Linked DNA regions of Oryctolagus cuniculus: region 2 is linked to region 1. Evidence: chromatin contacts called from public Micro-C data. All regions are on one chromosome and are shown on one strand. Each heading gives the region's core, a stretch centred on a gene start, on an enhancer-like site or on the middle of the called end of the contact. The rest is flanking DNA. Distances are from core to core; before and after follow the strand shown. Region 1 holds the start of VMP1 (vacuole membrane protein 1). Region 2 holds the start of TUBD1 (tubulin delta 1).

Region 1 (6,870 bases), core at 2,811-5,310:
AGCACTTGGGCCATCCTCCACTGCACTCCCGGGCCACAGCAGAGAGCTGGCCTGGAAAGGGGCAACTGGGAAAGAATCCGGCGCCCCGACTGGGACTAGAACCCGGTATGCCGGCGCCACAGGCGGAGGACTAGCCAAGTGCGCCGCGGCACCTGGCCTCCTTTACTTTTTAAACACTTTCTGAAACATCTACCAAAAAACCCTCGGCATCTCTTCCTGCATTTGCAATCCTGTCTGGAACTACCTTCTTAAATGCCCACTTTCTACAGGCAAGGAAAGCAGACGACCAGGAGAACGTGAGGAGAGACAGTTCCAGAAGAACCAAAGGGAAGGCAGGTAGATGCCGCAGATACAGAAAGGGTAGTGTTGGCATGAAGCGCAGGGCCAGGAGGCCTTAGAGAAGGATCTGGACTCGAACAGAAAGAAAAGGGCACCTTGCACCATGAGTTTTAGACAGGGGTAGGTCCCTGGATTGGGAAGCTGGGAGGAAAGTCATATAGAAGTCAAGCAGGAAGAAAGGAGAGCGAGACTGAAGTAAATGCTGTGACAACACGTGGCAGTGCAGTGTTCACACCAGGGTCACACAACACGAGTACGGAATGCACTGTACTATCATCTTAGGGTGTCTTTGATGTCACTAAGTGACAGCAATTTTTCACCTCCATTATACTCTTACAGGACTACAGTCATATATGCAGTATGTTGTATACAGTGCGTGACTGTTTCTGAGTATTTCTAGAAAAAACCCACGGACCTCCATATCAACTGGTAGAAGGATTCTCCGTGCCAATTTCTAGGTTGCAAAGTAAGCAAATACCTTTATACCAGATTCAGATAATATCTGGAACAGGAAACTGCTCCATTGAGAGGCCTTAGGTATCATAACTTAGCAAACCCTTTGCATCTGTGACAGTAGTCAAACCCTAACAAGTGAATGCTGCCAGGTTATGAAGGAGGGAATCTCATGCCTAGTAACAAAACCAACATATACAACTCTATCAGAACTGTAATCTTACACACAAAATACTTCCCCAAGGCTATCTGGTCAGCAATTGCCAGTTCAACCTTGGACAGGTATCACCCTTGTATTGATGCTTGTAACCAAGGATTAGAGTTTCAAACAATTTATATAATCCTCCTCCTCATTTTGCCTCTAAACACTTCCTTGCCTTAACCTCCCTGAACCCACACATAACTTTACTACAGCACACACATTCCCACTGTAATGTTTGTTATTGAATAAATTTAGTCATTTTTGGAGAATCTCTCCATTTTTATTTAGGATGACCCAAGTATTACCTCATTGATTGTTGCTATGAACATAAAAGGAGGATACTGCCTCACCGAACAGGTGAGAAAAATGAGGATCAAACAGAGCAGCTGGGTGCAGATGTTTAGTCTAGTAGTCAAGTCAGCCACATCTCATATCAAAGTACCTGGGTTTGATTCCTGGCTCTGGCTCCTGAGTCCAGTTTCCCACCAATGCAGACCCTGGGAAGCAGAAGAGAGAGTTCAAGTTATTGAATGCTTGCCACCCACAGGGGAGACGTAGATTACAATGCTGGTCCCCAACGGTAGCAGGCATTTGAGCAGTGAATTAGCAAATGGGAGCCTTATCTACTTCTCAAATAAATAAGTCCATGCATAGTTTTTTTCATAAATAAGTATTTCTCATGAGCTTTCTGAAGAACCCTCATATGCATGAATTTCAAAAAAATGCACCAAACACTTCACTTTTAATTTTCCACATTTTTACAGATACCCCATATATAATACAAGAGCTTACATATTTGGCCCCCTAGTCAGTCTATCTGTACTGTCCAATCCAACAGCCACAAACCACTTGTGGTTATATAAACAGTAATTAAAACAAAATAAAAATTCAGTTCTTCAGTTGTACTTAGCCACATTTCAAATTCTACCTCGTTCAACAACTGAAACATGGCTAGTGGCCTTCTATCAATGAGACACAAAACATTTTCAACAGAACAAAGTTCTAGTGGACAGCACAGGTCTCTATGCTCCCTTTCTTTTTCAAAAAATTGATTTATTTACTTTGAAAGTCAGTTACAGGGGCCGGCCCTGTGGCACAATGGGTGAAGCCGCTACCTGCAGTTCTGACATCCCATATGGGCGCCGGTTCGAGTCCCTGCTGCTCCACTTCCTATCCAGCTCTCTGCTATGGCCTGGGAAAGCAGTGGAAGATGGCCCAGATCCTTGGGCCCCTGCACCCACATGGGAGACCTGGAAGAAGCTTCTGGCTCCTGGCTTTGGATCAGCTCCAGCCACTGTGGCCAACTGGTGAGTGAACCAGCGGATAGAGGAACTCTCTTTCTCTCTGCCTCTCCTTCTCTCTCTCTGTAACTCTGACTTTCAAATAAATAAATGAATGAATCTTAAAAAAAAAAAAAAAAAAAAAAAAGTCAGTTAGAGAAAGAGAGAACTTCCATCTGCTGGTTCCCTCCCCAAATGGCTGCAACAGCCAGCACCGGGCCAGGTGGAAGCCAGGGATGTGCTGCCTTTCTAATCCAATCTCTATTCACCAAATAGAGCACAGAGGGGAAAACAAAAAACAAACAAACAAACAATGGAGCCACCATTCTAATGGGAGACAACAGTTTATCAGAACAAATCATCCTGTATGTAGGACCCTCTCCTTGGCTACACACCAGGCCTCCAGCTTCTGCTGGATTTCACCCCCTACAGGTCTACAGTGTTCTTTCTATTGCAAATTTTCTTATCTTTAAAGATTTACTTAATTTGAAAGAGTTACAGAGAAAGAGGGAGACAGACAGACACCTTTTAGCGGCTGGTTCACTGCCCAGATGGCCACAACAGGCAGCACTGGGCCAGGCAGAAGGCAGGAGCTTCAACCCAGTCTCCCCTGTGGGTGGCACTCTCCGAAACACCTGGGCCATCTTCCACTGCTTTCCCGGGCGCATTAGCAGGGAGCTGGATCAGAAGTGGAGCAGCCAGGAGTCCAGTGGGCACCTTTACCGGATGAAGGTGTGGCAGGCAGCGGCTTCACCCTCTGCCACTCACCAGGCTGCAACACTGGCCCCCTTTCTGCATTCTTAATTTCTGCGCATTTCCTGCTGCGTCCTACCACACATCCAGTCACCAAATCCTGGTGACTTTATGTCTGAAGCCTATCTCTTTTTACCAGCGCCCTCTTGCCAAAACTTTCCAAAATTAACTTATCTCTAACCTTCCCGCATTTGCTTTACTTTTGTCATACTTCATCCTGCCATTATAATTATCCTTGCAAAATAGAGTTTCCCTGCTCAAAAAAAAAATCACTGGCTAAACGCCAACAGAGTAAAACATATATTGCTGAGTATACAGTATCCTTTTTAATTTCCTCTCCTGCTGTATACCGTAACACCCAGCCAAACCAAGCTACCGAGTTCTTTCAAGCAGTAATCTCTCCCGGAAAATATTTTCTATTCTTTCTCGTTTACAGCGCGCGCGCGCGCACACACACACACACACACACACACACACTCCTATTCATCGTAAGGGCCCAGTGCAAATGAAAACTGTCCGAGCAGCCTCTACCATCCCCCGGAGTCGGATCGAAATTCTTTCCGCGGGAGAGTTCCTCCATCACTCACACCCGCTACAGGACAAGAGTCTGCGGTACAATGCCCAAGGATTAAACAGCTTTCCAGACGGGAACTCGGTGATACCGCGGAGAAAAATTCATTGCAGCCGTCGGCATCTTCCCACGGGGCAGCACGGTTGCAGGATGAGGTGGGAGGAAGCTCTCCAACGGGAGAGGGGATGGAGGACGGCAGCCTTCCTCGCCTCAGGAGGAACCGACCTACCTGGCGCACCTCTCCTCACTCGCGCCTTCCCGTTCTTGCCTTCTGGGCAGCTAACACGCTTCACTCGCGCGGGCTTCCACTTCCTGGGTTCCTGCACAACCAGTTCCGGATCAAGGACCGCGAAGCGAGCCGTCATTCTCCCTGTGGCCACGCCCACAGGACCTGAACTGACAGCCCAATGGAAATCCCGCGAGGATCAGCCGAGGCTGCCGAAAGGAGGGAGGAACGTTTTTCTTTTGGAGGCCGTCTCTGTAGCGGGGGACCGGACCGGAAGTGACGCGGACGAGTTCCGGTTGGCCGGAGCCCAGCGGCGGGTGTGAGAGTCGGTCAGGAGCCGCTTCCAGGATCCGGAGAAGCCGGGGTCGGGGCGGGTAGGTAAACGTACGCGGGGAACCGGGGACGGGAGCCTGAGACGGTGCTCAGAGCGTGGCCTCTTCCGGAACGCTGTCACTGGAGGCCGTGCAGATCTAGGGCACCTTGATTTCGACTTCCCAGCAGCGTGCTGACTCTGGCTGTCTCAGGCTGAATGTAGCCAGGTTATTTGGAACGCTCCTGGTTGGTCACCGAGACATTGAAGCCAGACACCAGACTGCCCACCTCTCTGCGCACTCGGAAGCCGTGTTCGGCTTCTGGGAAGAACCCCTTGCAGCGTCTGGTAGTAAATGGAGAAGGTCTTCCCTGCGGATGACCGAGCTGTTTCTCACCATCTGTCAGTTTGATTCTTGCCCTCCCCGGCCACTAGCGCGTGATGCTAAATGTCTCCGCTCCTAAACAAAATTCAGGCGTGCAAGGGCCATGTCAGGCGCTGGTGGTCCATGGTGGTCAGAGAAATAAATGGGCCTTCACTTCGGAGAACCTTTGCAGAGGAGCTTCTCGAATCTCCCAGTGCCAAACCCTATCCCTGACCTCTGCGTTTCATTACAGTGGAGGTATTTATGGTGAAAATGGAAGGTCGGCTTAATGTCAGCCTCTGGAATTCTAAGAAGCCCTATGTGGCCCAGTGTCACACTGCTAGGTTACTTAATGACAGTCATCTTTTATTTTCCTGCAACTCCGTGCAGAAATCCGATATTGTATAGACTGACACTGTTCACACTCGTCTGTCAGCATTGCTCCTCGTTCTAAACGTTCCCGGAGTCTTCCCGATCTCCTCTGGGACTTGTCAGGGGGTTTTGTTGAGATTGCATTGGTCATTTGGAGAAGCTTGTGTATGTGTTTCTAGTGCTGTAAGGACACAGAATGTACTATTCTCCGCTGCTGCTACCTATTAAGTGTGTTTTCATTAGGTCTGAAATTAGTGCTTAGCATAGACGATGATAGAGAGAAACTGTTCTCATCCTAGGCAGCGTTTGACGCACCCCAGATTGTGTTTTTCTTGACCTTTGGAAGGAGATGTTAGTGTCCAGATGAATGTGACCAGTTGATGTAGGTGTGAAATGACTCTAAATTAAAGTCTTAAATATTTTATTTCTTTGCCTACATTATTTTAAAGCACTTTTTTTCCTATTGAGAGATAACCTACTTGCATACAATTGATTAATAGTTTAATTCCTGTAACTCATGTTCCAGAAGGAAATATGAATATAACTAAGTTTCTAAAATACTTCAATAAGTGATTTGAAGCCTTTTGGCAGTTTACCTATAGCTAGTTTAATCATTTTATTTAATTTACATATTCTTATTTCTTAGTTAGAAAATTGTTTCACACTCATCTTTGAAATGAAATGACAAGTTTTTGAGATGTGGAATTAGAAATGACAAATGTATCATTAGTTTTACACCTGATAAATTTGTTTATTGTTGTATAACCACCACCAAATCTGATCTTACATTCTTTTTGTTCAATTCCATTATGATTCAGAGACTGATTTCTCAATTTTTCTCACTTTTCCAACTTCTTTCTGCCTTTGTCTTGAATCGCTGATTTTTTTTAAAGATTTATTTATTTATTTGAAAGGCAGAATTAGAGAGAGAGAGAGAAATCTTCCATTTGCTGGTTCACTCCCCAAATGGCCGCAACGGCTGGGGCTGGGCCTATCCGAAGCCAGGAGCCAAGAGCTTCTTCCGGGTCTCCCATGTGGGTGCAGGGGCCCAAGGATTTGGGCCATCTTCCGCTGCCTTCCCGGGTGCATTAGCAGAGAGCTGGGTCGGAAGTGGAGCAGCAGGGACTCAAACCTGCAAGACCTAAATTGGAGTCTGGGCGCCAGTACTTACTGAGTAAAGGCTGGCAGGTGACTAAACATTCCGAACTCATCTGGGTTGTGTTGATAAAAGTATTCCTTGCTTTATTTCATAGGACTGTCACACTAGATTGAGATAGTAAATTAGAAATCACTATATAAATGAAAGTATGATGATACTGTCATTTTACTATGAGAGCTAGTGATGTGTCAGGGCAGAATGCTGTTACTTTGAATCATTTCAAAATTTGATGTTTTATATTGTGTGCTTTTTTAATCTGAAAATATTATTAGACTTTACTGTAATGATCTTTGCCCTGCTTTTTAACATAGTGAAGCTAGCCAAGGATAGTTTGATACTGTGATCCACTGAATTAGTCACTGTGGTTAATAAGTAGGTAACTGGAAAATGAGTACAGTTTTGCATTTGTAAGTTTAAATGATTTTTTTTTTGTTATGATATATCGTTAGTGAGAATTTCCAAGCGCAGAAAATCTGAAAGTTTTGGCACTTACATATTATAGTTAACTAAGATTTCTTAGAAGTAGCCCTGTCTTACTTATATTAAATAAGAAACCTTATTTTACTGAAACCGATATTTAGAATTAGAAGGAACTATAGAGTGTTCTTATTTAATAGGGGAGAAAACTAGGACTCAGAGACAATCAGTAAGTGGCTTGCCTGAAGTCATCTGGCTTAAGAACTGCCAGAACCTGAACTGGAACGAAATTTACAAATGTTATTTCTGTTCAGCTAAGACTGTCCCTAGGTGTCTTGATAATGGTTTGGTAGTGTTTCCTGGTTTGCATAAAAATGTTTTGCTTTATGTGCTAAAGGAATACACACACACACTTGCACACATG
Region 2 (6,870 bases), core at 3,218-5,717, 170 kb after region 1:
TAGGCCCCTGCCCCACGTGGGAGACCCGGAAGAAGCTCCTGGCTCCTGGCTTCGGCCTGGCCCAGCCTGGGTTGTTGCAGTGATTTGGGGAGTGAACCAGTAGATGGAAGATTCTCTCTCTCTCTCTGTCTCTCCTTCTGTCTCTGTAACCCTGCCTTTCAAATCAATAAACAAACCTTAGGGGAAAAAAAGTTTACATAAAAAAAAAAAAAAAGCTATGGAAGTGAACTATGATGAAAGGTACCCTGATTGGCAAAATTTAAAATATACAAATTAAAAATATTTAAAAGGCAAATAGGACTACTAGGAGAGTGAATTTAGCTGGAGCTTTCAATTGCCAGGTGTTTCTACAATTTTTTGAGACAACATAATATTCAGTGTTCACAGGAGTAGTCCTAGATCAGTGTTTCTCAAACATTGCTGCACATCAGAGCCACCTGGGGAGCTCTGAAAAAAAATCCCATCCGCTGGGCTTCCCCCTAAACCAATTGATTCAGAATCTGGAAGTGAGCCCAGGCATCAAAGTTTTCCAAAAGAACCCTAGGAAATTATAATGTGCAAGAAATATAAGAATTACTTCCTTGTAGCACTCCCTATAATTGGACTACCTGCCAGATAAGGATTTTACAATGGTAATAAGCTAATTTACTCATTCAGGAATTTAAGTTAATTCGCAGCAGCAGGTCAGTAAGATGGAAGAACCTACTGCAAGGGTTCCTTGGTTTCATCATTTCCTGTACCTGAAGTACAGACAGAGACAGAATAAGAGTTTCTTCTGGGTGAAGTCAAATTCTAAATTTAAAAGAGCAATTGCAAGGTTATGCACTCAGTCTATCAGCTGCGCAACTACACTGTTAGTTGACTATGCAGCTACATTGAAACTGAAATTATGAGGAATTATTCTTACCCATATGCCCAGTTGTTTCCAGAACCTTGTTTTTGACAGAAGCATGAATGCTGACCATACTTCCATCTTCCAGACTGGGCAGCCTTTGACAGTGTTTGATTAATAACTTTAGGTTCCATGTCAACGAGTACAGCCCGGGCAATTGGAACTAGAAAGGGAAACAAAATCAAAGAAAAAACAATATTTCCTACATCTTATTTGAGTAACTCAGGTCAGAAGCAAATAGGTCCAGAAAAAAACATCCAGGGGGTTGGAAATTGCTTAGAAAGCTGGGGACAGCAGGAATATATACGCATACTCATAGAGCCCAGCACCCTGCTAGGCAGGTGAATCACTAAGGGCCAATATGATGACTTGGATCAGGTCTACAGACATCTGTTGAGTGCTTACAATGTGTCCTGTGCTGGGAATACAGCGATGAAGACAACATCTCCAGCCCTACATAACATATGCTATGATCCATACCAAAGGAGCAGCATACTCAGACAAAATGCTGTGTGCATAACGTGTGGCTCTAAATTGTTGGAACAGAGGATGAAAAAGAAATGATGGACGGGATGCAAAGCAGGCTGGACTCAGATCGTGGAAATTCTTGTAGACAACGAATTCAAGCTAAAAGGCTTGAATCTGATCTATTAGGCAATAAGCCACTGAAAATGTCCAAGTACAGGAAGAATAGTCAGATGTCTTTTTTAACACAGTGTAGAGGACGGATGTGACAGATCTAAGATTCCAGGCAGAAACAAACCAGAAAGTGTCTTGAAACAGTCCAGGCAAGAGAGGACAAGAGCAGAATGAAGACAGAAAGGGGAGAAGAGCTGCAGGAGATATATAGGAGGTACAATACGCAGATTGTTTTTTTCCTGGATTTTTTTTTTCAAGGTTTATTTTACTTATTTGAAAGGCAGAGTTACAGAGTGAAAGGGAGAGACAGAGAGAGCTCTTCCATCTGCTAGATCACTCCCTAAATGGTCACAATGAGTAGGGCAGGGATAGGCTGAAGCCAGGCGCCTGGAACTCCATCCAGGTCTCCCACGTGGGTGGCAGGGGCCCAAGCAGTTGAACCATCTTCTGCTGTTTTCCCAGGCACATTAGCAGGGAGCCTGATAGGAAGTGGAGCAGCTGGAACTGGAACTGTTGCTCATGTGGGATGCAGGCATCTCAGGAGGCAGCCTAACCCGCCGTTCCACAACGCCAGCCCTAGTAAACAGCTTCTGGTGTATGATGGTATATGAGCAGTAAAGAACACAAGTTTAAAGGAAGGATAGGCCGGCGCCGCGGCTCACTAGGCTAATCCTCCGCCTAGCGGCGCCGGCACACCGGGTTCTAGTCCCGGTCGGGGTGCCGGATTCTGTCCCGGTTGCCCCTCTTCCAGGCCAGCCCTCTGCTGTGGCCAGGGAGTGCAGTGGAGGATGGCCCAGGTGCTTGGGCCCTGCACCCCATGGGAGACCAGGAAAAGCACCTGGCTCCTGGCTCCTGCCATCGGATCAGCGCGGTGCGCCGGCCGCAGCGCGCCGGCCGCGGCGGCCATTGGAGGGTGAACCAACGGCAAAGGAAGACCTTTCTCTCTGTCTCTCTCTCTCACTGTCCACTCTGCCTGTCAAAAAAAAAATAATAAAATAAAATAAATAAAGGAAGGATAACAAATGCTTTGGTATGGAAATTCTGGGTTTGAGGCTCACACAGGAGAGGAAGGGGAGACATCCATTAATCAGTCTGCAGTTTAGGAGAGAGCTGGGTTAAGTCAATGGTGTAAAAGAAAAGACAGCAGATTAGGAGACTCCAATGTCTCCGAGAGCACTACACAAGAGAGGGCAAAGGAGAGCCCACAATGCAACCACTGGGGGAAAAAGTTAGGAAGTTAAAGAGAAGGAGTTTCAAGGAGAGGGTTTCATAATTAATGCTATCAAATCCAGCAGAGAAGGCAAGTGAGTTACAGGAAACAGCAGTTATGTCTGGGAATTAGGAACACACTGGGAACTCTTCTTAGACTATTCAGTGGTGTTATGGGTCAGATGCAGAATTGCAGTTGGTCCAGCAGGATTCTCCTTTGAGAACCTTGGATGAGAAGTTAAAGAGATAAGACAGAAGAAGAAATCTGTAGTTGAGAGATAAGTTTTGTTTGTGTGGCTTTAGATTGGTGAGATCTGTTGAGGAGGAAAATGCCACTGGATAGGCAAAGGTGGTTACCATAGAAACAAGTGCAAAGTCATCTCCCAGAGCAATGAGAAGAGAGGGGGTTCTGATACCTGCGTAGGGCCTGGTTATGTCAGGAGCAAAGGAGAGGACAGTGGACCACACATACCTCCATTCTCCTCCTCACTGAAGAACCTTTCTTTGCAAGATGCTTGATATGCCTCATTCTCTTTCTTAGAGCAAAAACCCTGGGAACAGTGCGAATCGCTGAACAGAGCATCAAACACTTCAAAACCAATCTGATTGCCACACTGGCCGAGTTGCACTGTCACTATTGACATGCTGAGCTGCAAACGAAGTCTGTTCCCTCAAAAGAATGAGCAACCTGTAATAGAAAAGATACAGGCTTTGAAAACCACCAAATTACTAATAGGAAAAAAATACAGTGCCGTATGTGCTAATTATACATCAATAAAAATAATTCCAAAATGCCATATATCATAGGTATATGGCACTGAAAACGAAAAATAATTATGCTGCCTAAGGGGCCAGTCATTCAAGGAAGTCTTACTCTTACCACTGCAGATAATTTGGAGGTTTGTAATATGTTTTTTCTTAATCCACTCACACCCAGATCAATAGTTCCCAAAATCCGATTTGGACTTAAAACTATTTTCCTAAGCATGAATTTAAAACAGAAACCAAAATGAATGCTTGTTGAAGGAATCAGCAGGACACACTCCGCACCACAGAAGCATCAGGAGGTAACCCAACAGTTAACGTGCATTTCCTCTCTTCTAAATAGCAAGCCACCTCTCTCCACCTTTCTGGCCTGTTAGCTCAGCCGGACTTACAGGGAAGATTGCAAGAAAGAGGGATCTTGGAGAACGAAGCGCAGATGACGGATTAGAACAGGTCTTCGTGGTGCTTAACAAAGAAAAGAGATGATTTTTGATAAAGCCCGCACCCACGTCGGGTCTAGGCAGCACCGGGTCACAGTGATAGCCAGACTCCAAACTTAGAATTTCAAACCCGCAGAGTAGGCACTGCCCTAATTTTACAGATAAGACGACTGAGGCTTCGAGAGCTCGTGAGCTCGTGAGACTTTCCCAAGGCCACTGATCTGGTAACCAGCAAAGCCAACGCGCTTTTTCCTCGCGGGTCCCAGGAACTCCTACTCACTGACAGCCCCGGGACCGCCGTTTCGGCGCCGTTCAAACTTCAGAGGCCCCGCCTCTTCGCTATGCGCATGCTCACTTTCAGCAAGGAAAAAAAAGCCACTAAGAACGAATGCGCATGTTCCACAAACGAAGAGTTTTGTGTATTTTTTCCCCTATTCATAGAAGGTAATTACGCATGTTCAATTTCAATTTATCAACTTCTGATAAGGTACGCATGCTCACTGTCCATCAAATGCTCTAGCCCACAGTGCGCAGGCGCCAGTCTCCAGCCACGGCTTCAACTGGTGTTTTGCGCAGGTCTCTGCCAGTACCGGGACCCTACCGATAGTTCTACGCATGTTCCCTGCCCAGTTTGACTTCACGGATCTCTGTACGCATGCGCCAGCGCTGAACTTGAGGAGCCAGTCTAGGGCCTAAGCGCAGACGCATTGAGCCTAAGCAGCCGGTGATGGCGGCAGCGGCGGCTGTGGCTGCGGCGGGTCCGGGCCCATGAGGCGACGACGGAGGCGGGACGGCTTTTACCCAGCGCCTGACTTCCGAGACAGGGAAGCTGAGGACATGGCTGGAGTGTTTGACATAGACCTGGACCAGCCAGAGGACGCGGGCTCTGAGGATGAGCTGGAGGAGGGGGTGAGGCCCGGGGTCCCGGGGGGCTCGAGGTGACAGGGCCGGGGCGGCGGCGCGCGCCCAGCAAGCCCAGAGTCCCCTAGAGCGCGGAGACCCTGGGGGGCGCGAGGAGCCTCCAGGTGGAGCTGAGGCGCTGCGCGGCCCCAGGCAGGGAGCGGGCGGGGCAGAGCCGGCCCTAGGTATGTGAGGCCTCTGCGGGGCTCGCAGGTGCAGGTCGCGCCCTGATTTCCCCGGGTCAGCGCAGCCCCGAGCAATCTGTTTGCAGAGGGAAGGAGAAAGGGCGCGTGGTCGATTCGCGGGGCTGTTGGAGTAGTGTGGCGAGGCGCGGGTGGTAGGAGCGTGTGCTGGGGGGAGGGGGGCTGCGCTGGCCGGGTGTCCCGTAAGTGCAGGTGAAGTGCGGAAGGGTTTCCCTGCAATGTAAGATTTCAAGTAGTCGATCTGCAGACCTCCCACAACCACCTCTCTTCTCGGCCTGTCGCTTCTCTCCTAGGAAGCGCTCAGCTGTTAGAAGTGACAGCTGAAAACTTCTGTCGGGAGTAGCACTGCCGCTGCTGTTACAGCCACCAGGAGTTTTATTTCGGGAGCAAGGGGGCTCTGCTGCATCTTCCAGGGTTTGTTTGTTTGCTTTTTTTTTTTTTTAAACCTCCTTCCGTGTGCCTTTTTTTTTAAAGCATTTATAGCGACACACGGCATTTGTACCTCATTTTCCCCCAAGTTGAAGATGTGTATATTTTTTCAGAATAATTTATGTAATTTTGGGGTGGAAAAAAACCAGTGTTGACAGCTGTGATTTGACTTGCCAAAAATAAATTGCTTGAACTGAGACTTGTGAATAGTGGTGTGAGGGCTTTCCTTGCTGTAATTTGGGGTGCTAAATTTAGAATTGTTCTTCCTAATGCACAGCTTGGTTCTACCTTTGCCATCTTCGTGCTGTGTAAATCATTATGGAATATCACTTATTTCAAGATAAATTTATTGAAAAATCACAAGTTGCACCGGAAGCTCAAAAATGCTGTTGTCATACTAAATCACTGATTATGGACAAATGATCATCAGTAATACCTTTATGGTAACTTAGACTGTAAATTTCATTGTCCATGGGAGGACAGGAATGAATGACTGATGTCAGATTCTTGCATAAGGGGCTTCCTTTCCCTTTCCTCACTCCCTAGTTTTCCTCCTCTGGCAAGTAAATTGTGCCCTACTGCTGGCAAAAGATTGAAATGGTATGTATACAGAACCTTGAACAGTTAAAGAAACTAAATGAGCTAAAATAATACTGTTCTTTCTTAATCAAATGAGTCTAAATCAAAATCACACGGTTTAGAAGGTGGGTATGGAGATATGTTTTCATGTGGAATTCCAATTAGCCTCTTAATCATCCGTCCTGATACACTAAATACAATTTGAAACAAATACAGAATTACTTTCATTATATACACCATATTCTAGCTGGTTATATTGGTTCCATATGGAAGGCTTTGGAACAGGGCAGCAGAGAAGACTGCACAGGAAGTTTGCTTTATGTCTTCATTTGTTGGACTAACAGAATTTCCAGACCATAGGTTATCTTTCTTTGGAAAGCACAGTCCTGTGTTAGGATTCCTGTTGTGAATGGGAATCTCATTGTTCTTTTCACTTTGTTGATGTGTTTCAGGAACAGTAGGTGTTCCAGTTCTGGCCTACTCCTGGGCTTTTGTTGTGCTGGATAAAGTAGGATCTTGAAAGGGTGTGGGGAAGGGATCAGAAAAGTTGGTGGAGTAGCAAAGAAATGTGTCTACTACCTCAGAGAGAGGAACTCTGGGGAAGGACCAGAGGTAATTAAAGGTGAGGAAGAGCCTTCAGTAAAATGTATCTTACTTAGCAGTAGTTTTGGAGTTGAAAATGTTTCTTTTGAATGTATTATTAGAAGAGATGGGCAAGGGAAAAGGGTTGGAGTGGGATTGGATTGACAGTCAAGGAGGCTCAAGCGACATCTGGATTACTCTGAAATAAAAATTCTTAATTCTGAAATAGAGA

Evidence for each region. A called contact is a pair of places that touch in the nucleus more often than the background predicts.
Region 2: a Micro-C map of ear pinna shows a contact between it and region 1, with 2.5 times the contacts expected there. The contact joins the promoter of TUBD1 here to the promoter of VMP1 in region 1. A contact is called at or near these places in 2 of 6 Hi-C or Micro-C datasets (ear pinna and embryonic fibroblasts).

Annotation. Positions count from the first base shown.
Region 1 is chr17:35,001,230-35,008,099 of mOryCun1.1, forward strand. VMP1 (vacuole membrane protein 1) reads left to right here and starts at 4,061. Exons shown (of 12, transcript XM_002719255.5): 1 at 4,061-4,198. PTRH2 (peptidyl-tRNA hydrolase 2) reads right to left here and starts at 4,140. Exons shown (of 3, transcript XM_070060996.1): 1 at 3,828-4,140; 2 at 1,437-1,491. The coding sequence starts at 3,963.
Region 2 is chr17:35,175,433-35,182,302 of mOryCun1.1, forward strand. It overlaps TUBD1 (tubulin delta 1), which reads right to left and starts at 4,468. Exons shown (of 8, transcript XM_051824738.2): 1 at 3,898-4,468; 2 at 3,213-3,428; 3 at 908-1,055. The coding sequence starts at 3,384. RPS6KB1 (ribosomal protein S6 kinase B1) reads left to right here and starts at 4,687. Exons shown (of 15, transcript NM_001101690.1): 1 at 4,687-4,854. The coding sequence starts at 4,714.